2 separate regions of the Mus musculus genome follow, and region 2 is linked to region 1. The links are chromatin contacts, called in public HiChIP or PLAC-seq maps. All regions are on one chromosome and are shown on one strand. The core of a region is the stretch at or near the end of the contact, and the rest is flanking DNA. Distances in the headings are between cores, read along the strand shown.

What was found. HiChIP or PLAC-seq counts read pairs in DNA pulled down with a chosen protein or histone mark.
Region 2: a contact with region 1 is called in an H3K27ac HiChIP or PLAC-seq map of embryonic fibroblasts, with 13 read pairs. The contact joins the promoter of 4921513I03Rik here to the enhancer-like site in region 1. A contact is called at or near these places in 5 of 39 promoter capture datasets (the 3T3-L1 cell line, 3T3-L1-derived adipocytes, the HPC-7 cell line and 1 more), 1 of 484 Hi-C or Micro-C datasets (muscle stem cells) and 2 of 115 datasets of contacts at active chromatin or transcription factors (embryonic fibroblasts and embryonic stem cells).

What each region holds. Positions count from the first base shown.
Region 1 is chr10:120,721,343-120,724,042 of GRCm38.p6, forward strand. No RefSeq gene overlaps it. Among named protein-coding and RNA genes, the nearest start is that of Gm35130, 3.7 kb to the left of the region's middle. Within about 2 kb of position 1,334, at least 23 of the 459 cell types and tissues checked have an H3K27ac peak or open chromatin away from gene starts, as enhancers often do. A contact at or near this core is called in embryonic fibroblasts, where this site is marked.
Region 2 is chr10:120,764,424-120,767,123 of GRCm38.p6, forward strand. 4921513I03Rik (RIKEN cDNA 4921513I03 gene) reads left to right here and starts at 1,309. Exons shown (of 3, transcript NR_038000.1): 1 at 1,309-1,415.

The DNA of each region.
Region 1 (2,700 bases), core at 84-2,583:
ACAAGCCACTGTGATCCAGCTTGTAGATTGTTGAGTTCTCTCTCTCTCTCTCTCTCTCTCTCTCTCTCTCTCTCTCTCTCTCTCTCTCCCCTCCCCTCCCCTCCCCTCCCCTCCCCCATCCCTGCCCCCAGGAACCCTGCTCTTTCTGCTAACTATACCACAGCCAGAGAAACATGGAGGTAGATACTGATTAGAGATGTGCGCTAGAGAGAAAAATATGCCTCCTGGCAGAATCAGAAAATGGTCAAATTAAACAAAACAAAGCCAAAAAAAAAAAAACCAAAAAAAACCAAACCAAACAAAACAAACAAACAAACAAGCAAAAACAAATTGCCAAACGAAAAAAAAAAATTGCCGAACGCTGAGAATTGAGGCAACAGCAATTCCCGCCGGGCACTGGGATCCATTCTCTGTCTTGTGCGAGGCACAAGTCTAATTACAGCTCTTATGAGGAAAGATGACAGTGTTTTATTTTATCTTATTTTGTTTTGTTCTTTATGTGTAAACAAACCAGTCAAGGGCTGGTAAGCCTCAGCCAGCTGGCATTTATTTGTTTTTATCTCCTACTGTGATTCACCTTGTTTTAATTGACTTCCAAGAAAACATTCGGGGATAGGGAGTGGGGGGGGGCACTTCGTGGTTGTGGCTGTAGCTAAATACACACGTTTACCTGAAGCCGGAGTCAGGGAGGGAGGACACAGTGCCTTCAATTCCCTACCCAACTTCCTTCCAATCCTATCACCTTAGGCTATCCTGCCAGAGTCCGTGGGGCTGGCTTGGAGAGAACTTGGGGTTACGATGGAAGACCTTGTGCGCCTGCGCCTTCTGTGAGCGCTAAAATGCTGGGTCTCCCTGGGAGCAGCTATCCCCGGGTCTGACAGCTCCTACCCAGAGTCCTCTCAGACTCCCACCCCAAACTGGCATTTGTCGGGTGTCTAGCAAGTATCCTGGCTTTGGTTTTCCCATTGAAACCCAACGGCTATATAAGTGAAGAGGAATGTGGAGGCGGGGGCAGAGGAGGTCTGCAAGGTGATCGTATTCTGTCGTTTGGGGGGACGTTAGGAAGTCCCTTTTCAAATTTTCTCCCCACAGAGGCTGGGCATCCTACCACTTGTGAGGGAACTGGCTTCCCTAAGAATGTTAGGATTATTAACATAGCTTAGGAAATGAGTCCCTAGAGGTTCACCATGGGCTTGATCGCACAGAATGGCTGCTGTGAGAGGCAGCCTGCTTGCGAATCAAGGGCTGGAGATGCTCTAGAGGATAACGTGCTGTCTCTCCCTAAAGAATCTGGAGTGTGCTTCCCGGAGTGAGCAGCAGGAAGTCTGACTGACCTACATGAAGCATCCAAACAGAGTTAATGATTCATTCAACTGCTCTCTCAGACGTTCACTAGCCAGAGGTCTGAAACTTAATTTTTTTTTTTTAATAGAAACTGACACCTGCGGTTTAAGAATTCCCTTATAGCCTTTGGGATAAAAAATCTTGGCTTCCCATTTTAATTCAAAGACAAGGTGAGAGGCTTTCCTTGTAAGAGGAGCCAGCAAGGAACACTCTCTGGCTCCTTCTGTTAGGGGGCCTTGCCCTCCTCCCAAGCTCTGCGGCCTGGGTACCTTTGATGTCCAGGCTGCCTCCGACCTCATCTCAGCAGGATGCTCTCCTTGATCCCTTCCAACCTCCCCACCCAAGGTCCTCCTGAGTGTGGGAAAGTGGGTGGAGCAGAGTAGCGCATCTGAGGTCTCTCAGCCTGCAGGGCTTTCGGAGTGAGGGGCCAGGTCAGCAGGAAGGTGCAAAAGGATGGAGTGGAGACGGAAAGACAGAAAAGATGGAATGGACAGAGCCAAGGGCCCAGCCAGAGCTTCCCACGGCACTCACCACAAGGTACTGGCTGTATTTGGTGTGGTCTCCGACCCCCAGTTCCATCCCATTTACAACTGCTTAAACAGCCCTGTATCCAACCAGCTCATGACAGCTGTTTTGACCTGTGGAGACGACTCTGGATGGTGATGGATAGGCGGATAGACTTGCTGGGTATGGCTGCATATGCAGCCAACTGCCCACTCCGATTTAAGCTTTATCCTTCTACCGTTCCTGGTGTAATCCCCACACTCTGCCACCCCTCGAGCCTTCTTGTCTTTATAATCTCTGTCTTGTTTGTTCTATGCCATTCAAGGAGCTACAACACCTTTGGCTTCCTAATGCTCTTTCCACATCCAAACTTCATCCTCTCTCTGCCATTGGCTTTGAAGATGTCCTCATCTCTCTGGTAAATAGTACTACATGTACAGCCCCCCACTCCACCCCACCCCCGGCTTTCTGGATTTCAGCAGAATTAACCTGAAAGTTTATCTTAAACGAAAACAATTAACTAGTACTCAGTGAATGGTGGCTCTGAGAATTGATAATCAATACGTATTCTATAATGTCCTTTGGTTGGTATGTTTCTTCTGTAAGTGACAGGCAAGTGTGAAGGGGCTAAAATAATGGAGGTGCCAAAAGGCATCATTTTCTTTAAAAGGTAGTTACTGAGTCTGCCTAGTTTTGTGTCAGCCACTTCATTGAGAGCCTTAGAGCCTGGGCTGTTCACTAAAGTTCCCAGATGTTTGCTTTGACTTTCTAAAGAGGACAGTAAAGACTGGGCACATGGCATGAGTGGATCACAAGACACTGCCAGTTTCAACAGGGGATGGAGCTGGGAAA
Region 2 (2,700 bases), core at 59-2,558, 43 kb after region 1:
CCTCAAGTTAACTCCTTGTTCCCAGCCAGCCAGGAACTGACTGCATCCAGACTTCTGAAGCCACAGCTCTGAATGAAGCAGCTTTTTATGAATGGAGAGCCATGCCAAAGGTCTTCAAAGCCCATGGGATCTCCTGAGCATATCTTCACTCCCCCCGGTCTTTCACAATAGACACCCTAACGTGTCCACCCCAGGAATCGAGAGGCTCAGACCTCTGGATCTACCACTCTTCCCTAGTTTTTTGGAAGACCTCAGCCTGTTGCTGTTCAGAGGCACAAATGGCACTGCCAGTGAGTGGAATAGCATCTGAAAGCTGCCTTAGTTTGCACAGTCAGTTCTATCAGAACAGGGAAAAGAAGGGCACATCCTAAAGACACGTTCTGTGTAGTCAGAAGTCCTGTAGACAGAAGGTCTATAAAGCTTCAGGTTCTGTTAAATTACTGCAGGAATCAATCTTAGCCATGCTTTCCAATGCAGCAAAATGTGATTATTTTTCCAAAGGGAAAAACGAGCCCCAGTTTGCAGTAGATGAACAATCAGGTGGGAAGAACTGGGCACAATTCTGCACCCAGGATCAGCCTCAAACCTTCCCTCAGCATCTGCTGAAGGCTCCAGCTCCATCCTATAATAGCGAACAGGATAAGAGTATCAGCTCACAGGAGAAACATATCTATACATTGATAGCTGTACATTAGTTGTAGGTACTACAAAAACTCAAAGACTATCGGAGAAAAACTTTAAAGAACAGTTTCCTTTGAGCTCATAGTTTAGTTATTTCAGTCCTATGGTCACCTGGTTCCCTTGTCTGTGAATTATAGTGATGCAGACTATGTGATGGTCTAACTCTGATCAACAACTTTATTGGATTAAGAAACCACCAAGGCATTAGTGAGTCACACCTTACCTCTGAACTTATCTGTGAGCCTTTTTCTAGAGAGGAATGACTAAGAGGGTAAGACCTTTCCTGAACATAGTAGAGACCTTCCCATGCACTGCGGACTTGGCTGGATAAAAAGAGGACTTGGCTGGATAAAAAAAACGGGAGAGGAGAAAGCCTCTGAGCTCCGTCATTCCCTCCTCTCCTTTTCCTGGTCCGCTGAGATGTGAATCAGCAGCCTCATGCTTCTGCTGCCACGCCTGCTAGCCACTCCCACTACCATGCCTGTGAGCCACGCCCACTGCTATGCCTGATAGCCACTCCCACTGCCATGCCTGATAGCCACTCCCATCGCGATGCTTTCATGATTGTGACAAACTATACTCGCAAACCATGATCCAAAAGAAAACCTCCTTCTCTCGCATTTGGTCACAGCTGCTGGAAAAACAATAGAGAACAATGTGGAGGAAAGCAGTCGGGGTGGAGCAGGGCTTCTGATCTCACTGCAGCTGGGTAACAGCATGTGAATTCGGGCAAGGTAAGCCATTCAAAGGTACCCTCCCAACCCGCCACTTCCAGTTAGGTCATACCTCCCAAAAACACACTCAATGATGAAGTCATCAGTAGAATGGTCTGTTGGTGTGGTTGGTATCCTTCTTATCCATCTACTTCTCAACAAAACTGCCAGACTCAAAACCTGAGACTTTGAGGGGCATTCGAGGGGCATATCACTCAGGGTTCTCTAGAGGAACAGATCCAATAGAACGTATATTACAGAGGTAATCCATTATGATGGCTTACAGGATAGGTGCACTCGTGCCTGCTGTGTGTGTGTGTGTGTGTGTGTGTGTGTGTGTGTGTGTGTGTGTGTGTCTGTGTGTGTGTGTGTCTGTGTGTATGTGCTGTTACCTGCAGAGGTCAGGAGGGGGCGCATATCTCTTGGAGCTGGAGTTAGGAGTGGTCGCACAGAACTCAGAACCTCCGGGGGAACAGCAAGTTCTCTGAACTGCTGAGGCATCTCTCAGGCCCTCTGCCAGAATCCTTTGAGTAGATCCGCCCTTCACTCTTCTCCAAGGTTTTAAATCTCTTCGTGAAAAAAAAAACAGAATCAGACAAACTTAAGTACCATCATCTCCTTACAACGAGCAAAGAATGTTATTTCAGGATAACTCTGTAGGTTCAGCAGGATGGAAATTCCCACTTTCCTCTAAACACCATAAAACAAATACAGGATCGGGAAGCCCCGCTCTTACTGTTCCCACGGGTTTCCCAGATAAGAGTCGTATCTGTCTTTTCCACTTCACTGGCCTTCGGTCTAGTTGGTTTGTTCTCAGAGTGAAAAGGATGGTGGTATTGTGTGGTACTGAGACGAGCTGCCGTTATTGGCAGCTGTCAATCTGCCACTGTGCTCCACCACTGCTCCACATTGGCTGAGATGGAGCCGGACTTCACGTGAGGTATGGCGGTTGTGTGAGTCATGGCCATCACATTAGGCAAGCCAGACTATGATCAATACTAGGATTTTATTTTCACTCTAAGAGCTTATATCTCGAAGACCAGAGCACACTGCACAAGAGTCTGACTAGCTCTGTCGGTTAGTCTTTATCGGGGCTGCTAACAGGAGGATGGGCGAGGGGTTACTCACAGGAGCAGGGTTGACTCAAAGGCAGGCACATCACAGAAAAGTGCACCCCATCATGGATGGCAGCTCACTGAGTGGTCTCATAGCTATCTGTAGGCAGCTTTAAAGGCCAAAGACTCAGCAGTTTGGCCATTCCAAGTCTCCTTTCCTTCCCAGTACATACTCCTTCTATGAAGACGGT